Linked DNA regions of Zea mays: region 1 is linked to region 2. Evidence: chromatin contacts called from public Hi-C data. All regions are on one chromosome and are shown on one strand. The core of a region is the stretch at or near the end of the contact, and the rest is flanking DNA. Distances in the headings are between cores, read along the strand shown.

What was found. A called contact is a pair of places that touch in the nucleus more often than the background predicts.
Region 1: a Hi-C map of leaf shows a contact between it and region 2, with 4 times the contacts expected there. The contact joins the promoter of LOC103641007 here to the promoter of LOC103642374 in region 2. A contact is called at or near these places in 4 of 25 Hi-C or Micro-C datasets (ear, leaf and tassel).

Annotation. Positions count from the first base shown.
Region 1 is chr10:35,083,123-35,088,049 of Zm-B73-REFERENCE-NAM-5.0, forward strand. It overlaps LOC103641007 (Phosphatidylinositol N-acetyglucosaminlytransferase subunit P-related), which reads right to left and starts at 2,161. Exons shown (of 5, transcript XM_008664423.3): 1 at 1,723-2,161.
Region 2 is chr10:34,941,695-34,946,770 of Zm-B73-REFERENCE-NAM-5.0, forward strand. It overlaps LOC103642374, which reads right to left and starts at 1,614. Exons shown (of 9, transcript XM_035963245.1): 1 at 1,450-1,614. The coding sequence starts at 1,614.

The sequences.
Region 1 (4,927 bases), core at 911-3,410, 140 kb after region 2:
CCACCGCTCTGCCCCAGGCCGCCGCTCTGCTCCAGGCCACCGTTCTGCTCCAGGCCGCTCTAGGCCGCCGCTCCTCCCCCGTGCAGCTTCCTCCAGGCCGCCGCTCAGCCGCGCTCCAGAGTCCAGCCGCTCCCGCTGTCCGCCGGCCACTACAGAGACCGCCCTCTAGCTTTCCTTCACTGGTGAGTAATGGCAGAGACCGTCCTCTAGCTGTTCAGCCTGATTAATCCAAATCTACCATCTTAATTTGCTGAAGGAAGAAGGATTGAGGTGAGGTGCTGTCATCTGAACATATGCATTCCATTATTGCAGAATAGATTGGAGGAGAAATGGCTGGTTTTAGCACGGAAGCATCTGCAGCTGGCTCTCAAATACGAAGTGATGGATATGATCCACTGAAAGATCCAAAAAGGAAACCCAAATCTGATGATCTAGGCTGGAAGTATGCCTATTATGTAGAGCCTGGCAAGCGAGAGTTGATCCAATGCGCCCTTTGCCCGAGGCAAATTAAAGGAGCAATTCTGAGGGTGAAGAAAGATCTTGTGGGCGGATACAAAGATATCCTCAAGTGTCCCAATACCACAACTGCAATTGCTAGAGAATTAAAGGAGGCTTTGGATGAAGGAAAAAGGGATAGACCAAAGGGACAATACTTTGATGAAGTTGAATCACATGAGAACTTATGTTGGTTGTTTGGTATTTGGCTTGATATAATTGCATGAAATTATGATATATTGAAATTTCCCTATGTTGTTTAAAACTACGTTTAAACTTTGTTTAAACCATTTAAAAGTTAAAACTCACCCATGAGCGTTTCAACGTTTCGTCGTTTTAATAACCTTGTTAATATGTCATTTTTGATACAACATAACTTAATTCTAAAGGTTAGTTATTAGACTGTGATAAAACTCAGACATTAGTCCTGCGGCTATAATTTGGTTCATGATTCAGAAAATATCTGTGGGACAATATCATAGCTTGTTACAGTGGTCAGACCCCAAAAAGAACACTGCAGGTCACAAACAGCACAATTGTCGCATTGATGGTAAGCAGCACAAGCAAATCCACAGCCACCTAATTCAAATTTGCTTGTTGTGGCGGAGCATTGCTAATTTGATGCATAAGAACGGGGATAGGCTTCGATATTTTCAGATAAAGACATCTTTATCTCCCAAGTGCATCAGTATCACCAGAAAAACAAAATATCCCAATCCCACATACCATCGAAACAAATCAATAAATCCTCTTCATTCTCCCCAACCATTTGAATTCATATCTAGGTTAATGAGCTGAGAATGATGGCAAGGACATGCTCAAGAACTCCAACCTGACAACTCCTCCCTCAAGCAAAACGCTCTACTGAATGGATGGTTGGCTAGGAAACCAAGCATTATGAGTAATAGTCAATATAGTCTGGTAGATCTTCAGATGGTACACAGTTTGTGATCCAGGACAATTTGACCAATCTAACAACCATGCTGGAAGAAATTAAGCTGATGCCAAGTTGACAACACTAAGTCCATGAAGCACTGGATAGGGGTATGATGGCAGTGGCGGATCCAGGATTTCAATGTTGGGTATTTACAATGCAAAGAAAATACTTCGGTTGAAAGATACGAAGAGTTACAGTAGCACAAATAAAAGGTATATATAGTTCAAACTAGAGATGTTTAGTAAAAAGGGGAAATTACAAAGCGGAAATGGGAAATTTGATATCGTTACCTCCCTCGGCGCCGGCTGTAGATCCGCCGCCCCTGGGGCTTGAGCAGCAGGCCAGCGGCGGGCTCCTGTGCTCCGCCCCGGCCTCGCTGGTGCTGGCGCTTGGGCTGGCGCGGGGGGCGCCCTTGTCGAAAGGCGAGCACCCGTTGCGCCTGCGCGGCTGCGCCGTTCCCGCTGGACGGCCAAGCACCGAGGGGAGATGGCGACGATCGACCGCTAAGACAGCACGAAGCACGAGCAAGACCGGATCGAAGTGCAGCCGTGCTGGGGTAGGCGGCAACCGTCGGTGCCTCGGCAGGACGGCGGGCTGCGGCGCATCGTCCGTGACTCTGCGACGGGCGGACGGGAGACGGTAGAAGTCAGGGTGATCGTGATCTAGCGTAGTGAGAGGAGAATAGGGTCAATGCTCAACGCATGGTAAATGGGCCCATTGGGCCAGCCATCTCTACTCTACTATTTTCTATCTTTATCTCTATACTCTACTGGTTAGTTTTCCGTGCATTGTAACGGCTCACAACAATATCCATATAAACTATCTAATAAAAAGATCTAAAAAATTTTTATTAATTATCTCAACTCTCCATATAATGTTTTTTATTTTACTAAATGATATTGTTATTTACTCCATCCAATATGGCTTGGTATAATACAGCCAATGAAGGGAGCGATTAGAAGATAGTTCACAATGATCGACTAAACGAACAGAGATTATAGAATGACATAATTCCACCAAACAGAGACCAAATAAGAGGAAGTTTGTGAGCTCAAGTTTTTAAAATAAGTCCCATGAACTCAAACTTATTAAAAAAGATAGATCAAAATATGGAGTGGTTGCTAAAGTCAGGCATTAATAAAAACTGGATGCGCTCTATACAAATTATGGTACTTTGTAGCAATTACTAACATTTAAAACTAATAAATAACTTTTCCTTTTATTGTTAGCGTGACAAATCATTGCTGCTCCATCCAATTTAGCAAACTCAAACACCCTGGAGTTCATTGCGCCAATGTGGTATCAGAAACGACCTAATGTATGTAAGAGCCAAGAACATAAGGGACGAGCACCCTGTGGTAGTGCCCACATGGATCTCTGAAAGTCGCCTAGAGGGGGGTGAATAGGGTGAATCTGAAATTTATAAACTTAAGCACAACTACAAGCCGGGTCAGCGTTAGAAATATGAACGAGTCCGAGAGAGAGGGTGAAAACAAATCGCAAGCAAACAAAGAGTGAGACACAAGGATTTGTTTTACCGAGGTCCGATTCTTGCAAACCTACTCCCCGTTGAGGTGGTCACAAAGACCGGGTCTCTTTCAACCCTTTCCCTCTCTCAAACGGTCACTTAGACCGAGTGAGCTTCTCTTCTCAATCAAACGGGACACAAAGTCCCCGCAAGGACCACCACACAATTGGTGTCTCTTGCCTTGGTTACAATTGAGTTGATCACAAGAAAGAATGAGAGAAAGAAGTAATCCAAGCGCAAGAGCTCAAATGAACACAAGTCACTCTCTCACAAGTCACTATTTGATTTGGAATGAACTAAGAACTTGGGAGAGACTTTGATCTCTTTGGTGTGTCTTGTATTGAATGCTATAGCTCTTGTAAGGTGTGGGAAGTTGGAAAACTTGGATGCAATGAATGGTGGGTGGTTGGGTATTTATAGCCCCAACCACCAAACTAGTCGTTTGGTGAAGGTTGCTGTCGCATGGCGCACCGGACAGTCCGGTGCGCCTGCCACGTCACCAAACCGTTGGATTCCGACCGTTGGAGCTTATGTCTTCTGGGCCACCGGACAGTCCGGTGGTGCACCGGACAGGCACTGTTCACTGTCCGGTGCGCCATCTGGCTCTGCTCTGACTCTGGCGCGCACTGTAGCGCATTTAATGCCTTCTGCAAACGACCGTTGGCGTGAAGTAGCCGTTGCTCCGCTAGCACACCGGACAGTCCGGTGCTCCACCGGACAGTCCGGTGAATTATAGCGGAGCGGCCTCCAGAATTCCCGAAGATGAGCAGTTCGGAGTTGGAGTCCCTGGTGCACCGGACAGTCAGGTGCGCCAAACCAGGGCACACTTCGGTTGACTTTGCTCTCTTGTATTTGAATCCTTTTTGGTCTTTTTATTGGTTTGTTGTGAACCTTTGGCACCTGTAGAACTTATAATCTAGAGCAAACTAGTTAGTCCAATTATTTGTGTCGGGCAATTCAACCACCAAAATCAATTAGGAAAAAGGTGTAAGCCTAATTCCCTTTCAATCTCCCCCTTTTTGGTGATTGATGCCAACACAAACCAAAGCAAATATAGGAGTGCATAATTGAACTAGTTTGCATAATGTAAGTGCAAAGGTTACTAAGAATTGAACCAATATAAATTCTCATAAAATATGCATGGATTGTTTGTTTATTTTTAACATTTTGGACCATGCTTGCACCACATGTTTTGTTTTTGCAATTCTTTTGTAAATTCTTTTCAAAGTCCTTTTGCAAATAGTCAAAGGTAAATGAATAAGATTTTGAGAAGCATTTTCAAGATCTGAAATTTTCTCCCCCTGTTTCAAATGCTTTTTCCTTTGACTAAACAAAACTCCCCCTTAACCTCTTAGTGTTCAAGAGGGTTTTAGATATTAGTTTTGAAGAGGTTGAACCAATTTGAAATTCTATCAACAATAAGATACCGATTGAAAAATCATCAATTGAAAAATCTTTTCTTAACTCAAAATTTTGAAAATTGGTGGTGGTGCGGTCCTTTTGCTTTGGGCTAATACTTTCTCCCCCTTTGGCATGAATCGCCAAAAACGGATACTTGAGTGAAATATAAGCCCTTATTACTTTCTCTCCCTATGGTAAATAACATATAAGTGAAGATTATACCAAAGTTGGAGAGTTGCGCGGAGCGACGGCGAAGGATGAGTAAATTGATGGAGTGGAGTGGAAGCCTTTGTCTTCGCCGAAGACTCTAATTCCCTTTCAATCTATGACTTAGCATGAAATGTACTTGAAAACACATTAGTCATAGCACATGAAAGAGATATGATCAAAGGTATATTATTGAGCTATGTGTGCAAAACATCAAAAGAAATTCCGAGAATCAAGAATATTTAGCTCATGCCTAAGTTTGTTAAATGTTTGTTCATCTAATGGCTTGGTAAAGATATCGGCTAATTGTTCCTTGGTGTTAATATATGCAATCTCGATATCCCCCTTTTGTTGGTGAT
Region 2 (5,076 bases), core at 364-2,863:
GAGCGAGATTCTGGCCGTCGGCGGGTTGTGGAGCCTGTCAAAGCTCGTCGTGACGGAGGCCCCCTCCCTGGCATTCGTCCTGCTGGCGCCCTCCACTCCGAGATCCGGCGTCCCGGCGACCCAGCGACCCCATCGGTGGTGGTATTGAACAACAGGGAGATGGAGAAGGTGTGAGAGAGGGGAGAGGAGAGAGGAAGAGGTGGTCCTCACCGGCGATGAGCACGTCGTCGAAGGTCCTTGCAGGGCGGCGGTCGTCTTGCAGCTAGGGCTCTCGTCCTCCGGTCACACGAGGCGGCGTGGGGAGCGGGATCGATTCACGCAGTGCAGGGAGCGGTAATCAGACGCTACGGGTCCGTATCCGGTCATGACGCTATTGGAAACGGGTCGGCCCAACCAAACGCAGAACAACGGGACCAAATCACGGTGCAAATGGATCACGGGCGAAAAACAGTCGACCAAACAACTTCTAAAGTTCGACGGTGTCCACAAGCCCGACGAACTTAACTTAAAAACGTGGGTACCCACGTTCCTAACTCGTTAAGTTCGACGGTTTTATCCAGGGCCTACGAACTTAACTTAAGAACGTGGGTACCCACGTTCTTAACTTAACCTATGAACTTAACTCAAGTACCCACGTTCTTAATTTTACCCACGAACATTTATCAGTTTCTTGTAGTGCAAGCACAAGAGCAGGGTGCCGGGATGGAGCAGACGTCGCGATGGCCGAAGTTGGCACAAGCGGCAAGGCGAGTGTAAGAATACAATAGACGACACCCCGGCGAGCACGCAGTGAGGCACGCAACAGCGACGATAGTCGAATCGGCAACAGAGTGTTGGCGAACTCGATGAACACGACCACAGTCGCGTGCTGGCGTGGATAGGACAACGGAGGCTGGCGAGCCCAACAGAGGAGCTTGCGCGACACGCATGGAAAGGGATCCGGCGCAGGGAGCTCGGGATGCAGAGTACCATGGCGGACAACCTCCATGGCGAGCTGAGTGACGGCACAGGGGCAAGCAAGGAACAGGGCGCGGAGGAAAATCACCAGAGCTCGACGCGCGCAGCAGGGACAGAGGGAGGAGCACGGCGCGACGGGGATTAAGGCTGGGCGTAGCTTCCATGGGTGAGAAGGAAACAGGACGTGCGGCGGGGCTCGACGAGACGCTGGTTCCAGGGAGCTTATAGCTGTTGCCGAGCTGGGGCACAGGGAGGAGCACGCGGCTGGACGGGAAGCTGAGCGCCAGGGGCGAGCTCACGACGGGGTCAGACTCAGCTGGGCGCGCGCGTCAGGAAGCAGAGAAGCTGGGCGCTGAGCTGGGAGCTTGGCCAGGACGCGCGGCACATAGACCAGAGAGAGAAAGAGGGACTTGGCTTGGGAAAGCAGGGCCGCGCTAGGGAGCAGAGCGCTCAGCACGCGGCAGGGAAGAAGGAGAAGTAGGGGCGCGGTACCAGGGAGCTCGGCCGGGCGCCGGAGTTGGAAGCCGAGCGAAGCTCCAGGCTGGGGCGAGCAGCAGACACAGCTGGAGGAGGGAGCTGGACGCGGTGCGCGTGGAGACCAGAGAGAAGCGACCGAGCGCCAGGGAGGAAGAAGAGGAGCGCGCAAGAGATAAACATTGCGAGCAGGGAGAGAGATTGCTACAGGAGAAGATAAAGACGGAGGCTGCGCGTGAAAAAATCCTTGCGGCTGAGATATTTTTCAAATTTTTCTCAATTTCTCTTCTTTTCTCTTTTTTTAAACCAAAAATCGCAGATATTTTTGAATCACGATTTTTAGCGATGTAAAATGGGTCCAATCAAACGAGATTGATAACAATAATTGGACACAATTTGATTTGGCGAATACTTGGGAGCCGGATGAATTCGTACCGTTAATTCACCTTTTTAGATCGAGGCGAAAAGCAACAGACCGAATTAAACAGATTTCGGCACTGATAATTTGTTCCGAAAACTTCCTTCGTCGAGTTCGACATAAATTTGTTTGGGGATAAAAATTATTCGAGTGGGTCGGACTTCCGAATTCGTATTCTCTGCATAACTTTTATTCAGACACACGACTCGACATATCACGAAATAAACGCGCGATATCGATGCGGCATCGAGATTGCGATCCTTTCTGGAAACGACGTCACACATCATTTACCTGGGCGAGAGTCTGTGCGTTGTCCAGACACGGATTTTGCACTAAACACTTTAGTTGTGGAGTTCGGCTTCGGTATTTCAGACTGTATTTAGATCCGTCTAATTTTTACGATCCTCACCGTCAGTCGATCATTTGATCAGACGCCAACGATCACATGCTGAGAGGAACGATCCACTTAATATGCTAGCGCATTGTTCTTTTCGGATAGCGCGGGGTTCCAGATTTTACATAAAATCTGAAGCCTTCTGATTTTCGTATTCACTTACGTGTGTGATCCGAACAGTTCAAAATTCGCCAGCAAACCAAGATTCGATAATCCAAAAGTTTCTCGAACCCTTTGTAATTGCGTAGATTATCAAAATGAAAATGGCACCAAACTCGATTTTTTGTGAGATGATTAAATTCTAAGCTAAACGAGATTTCTCGAATAATCTTGGTAATCGAAGATGGGATTAATATCGAAATCGTTATTCACCCCGACCTTTCTTACTTACGTCCATAATCGTTGTTTACGTATAGTAACACCTTGGGTGTTACAACTTGATCCTTATTATTGGAGTCACGAGACAATATGAACGCTAAGTTGACTTCTTGACAACCCTAGGACCTGTGGGTTAGGGCCCACCATGCTTCCGTTGTGCCACTTTAAACCTGGTTTGTCAATGTTGATCGCATTGCCATCATTCGGGGTTAGTAGCTAACCCCCTTAATAGGATCATTGTTACCATGCACTTGATGAAGACGATGTCGACTCTGATCCTGATTGATTTAGAGGAGATAGAGGTTGCCAACTTGCCAGGTGCAAGAGGAGAGAATAGCGAGAAAAGGTAGGCATAGGCGAATTAGAGAGAGCAAGGGGGAGAACCCAACTACCTAACTCCATAACACTCACCTAGTGAATTGATCCATTATGGACCAAGGGCTACAACACATCAACACTCATCACAAAGAAGCAAATCAGCCATAACACAAAGACAAACAACACAAGCACATAGCAACAAGCATCTCATTGCTACATGTTAATGTTAACTAGATTGTGGCCTTTCTTGAAAAGGGAATAACTACTCTCTAAGGTTATTGAAAGACAAGGAGAAGAACAAGACGTATGGGACAAGAGCATGAACACAACAAAGGATAGAGCTGAAGCAAGATTTGCAAAGCGACAAGGGAGGGGAAAACAACCAAGGACGAGATATGTAAAACCACATCCTCGAACTAAAATAGGAGAGAGAAGCCTTTAAAATGCAGGTACAAGATAAGCATCTAGGTAAATACCGAGAGATGACAAGGGTTAAAGGTAATAACAGATAGAAGCATGGCAAGGGATGGGGTAGAGACAAAGCTTGCAAGGCGACAAAACGGGAAGCAATCAAGGGAGAGATAGGTAACTCACCACTCTCAAACTGGGTTGGAAAAGAGGTGGCTTTTAAAGGGTAAGTTCAAAGTAAGCATTTAGGTAAAGAGATAAATATCGCAAGGGCCAAATCCGATAATGGACAAGGGTGTAAGAGAAAAGATGAAGGCATAGAAGAGTCAGTGGTACAAGTACAACAAAGAATGGAGCTAAGTTAAGGCTTGCACGCAGTAAAGAAGAGGATATAGCCGAGGGTGATATAAGTAAAACATCACTCTCAAAGTGAGATAGAAAACAGGAGATTTCGAAAGCAGACCTAAGATAAGCATCAAGACAAGATCTAGAGAATACAAAGGTAAGGATGATATCAAACAAAAGCTCAACAAAGGATGGGTCAAGGTAAGACAAGACTTGCAATGGCAAAGGAAAAGGAAACGACCAAGAGCGGGATAGGTAAAACAACACCCTTGAACTAAAATGGAAGAGGCGAGGCTTTAAAATGTGGGCAAGCATCATGAAAAATACCGAGAGATGTAAAGGGTTAAAGGTTAATAACATACAAGGGTGTAAGAGGAGAGGTAAAGGTGTAGAAAACCTAAGGTGTGAGTACGACAAAGAATGGAGTTAAGACAAGACTTGCACATACCAAAGATGAGGTTAAAACCAAGGGCGGGATTAATAAAACACCACTCTTGAACTGAGATGGGAGATTGGAGATTTTAGATAACGGACATATTATAATCACCAAGGTAAGATCGAGAGATGAGAAAGGTAAAGGCAATAACAAACAGGAGCACAATAAAGGGTGAACATAAAAACTCGCAAGCGACAAAGAAGAGGATACAACCAAAAAAAGGTAAAATACAACTCTTAGATTGGGATGGAAGACAAAAGGAAAGGTATAAGATAAGCATCAAGGTAAGATGTAGAGGTGTCAAGGGTAAATATGATAATAATGAAAAGCATAACCATGGACAGAGTTAAGGAAAGACTCGTGAAGTGGTGAAGTGGAGAAAACAATCAAGGGTAAGATAGGTAAGGTTCCAATAGGATGGTTGAAGTAAAAAAACCATTACCGAGGGATGTTATAAAGGAATAACGAGATCACCCATGATATGCGAAATAAACTCATAAGCAAATAAGAATGATATGAATTTATTTGCTTAGGAACCTTACCCTTTTTACATACCTTATGTAGATGACCTTGTTCACCACACTTGTAACAAAAATGTCGCTCAGCTTGGTATGATGCTTGATGTTCATTCTCGTTTTTGGTGAGGGTCATCGTGGGGGATGCATGTCCTTGATTCTTCATGGGCGGGCATGAAGTGATCACTTGGTCCTTATTGCTGCATCCACAACATCTCCTCATACTTTCCTCCTCGTCGTTATGTGGACACGACGCAATGAAGTGGCCTAGCTCCTTGCACTTGAAGCATCTCCTTATGTCTCTTCCCTTTTTGTGCTTGGAGGATATAGAGAGATGATTAGTGAAAACAACATGACTAATTGAATCTTTACCTTTTTATTTGTTCATGTTGATTGCTTCATTTAGTGCTTTAGGAACTTCCTTCTTCTAGAG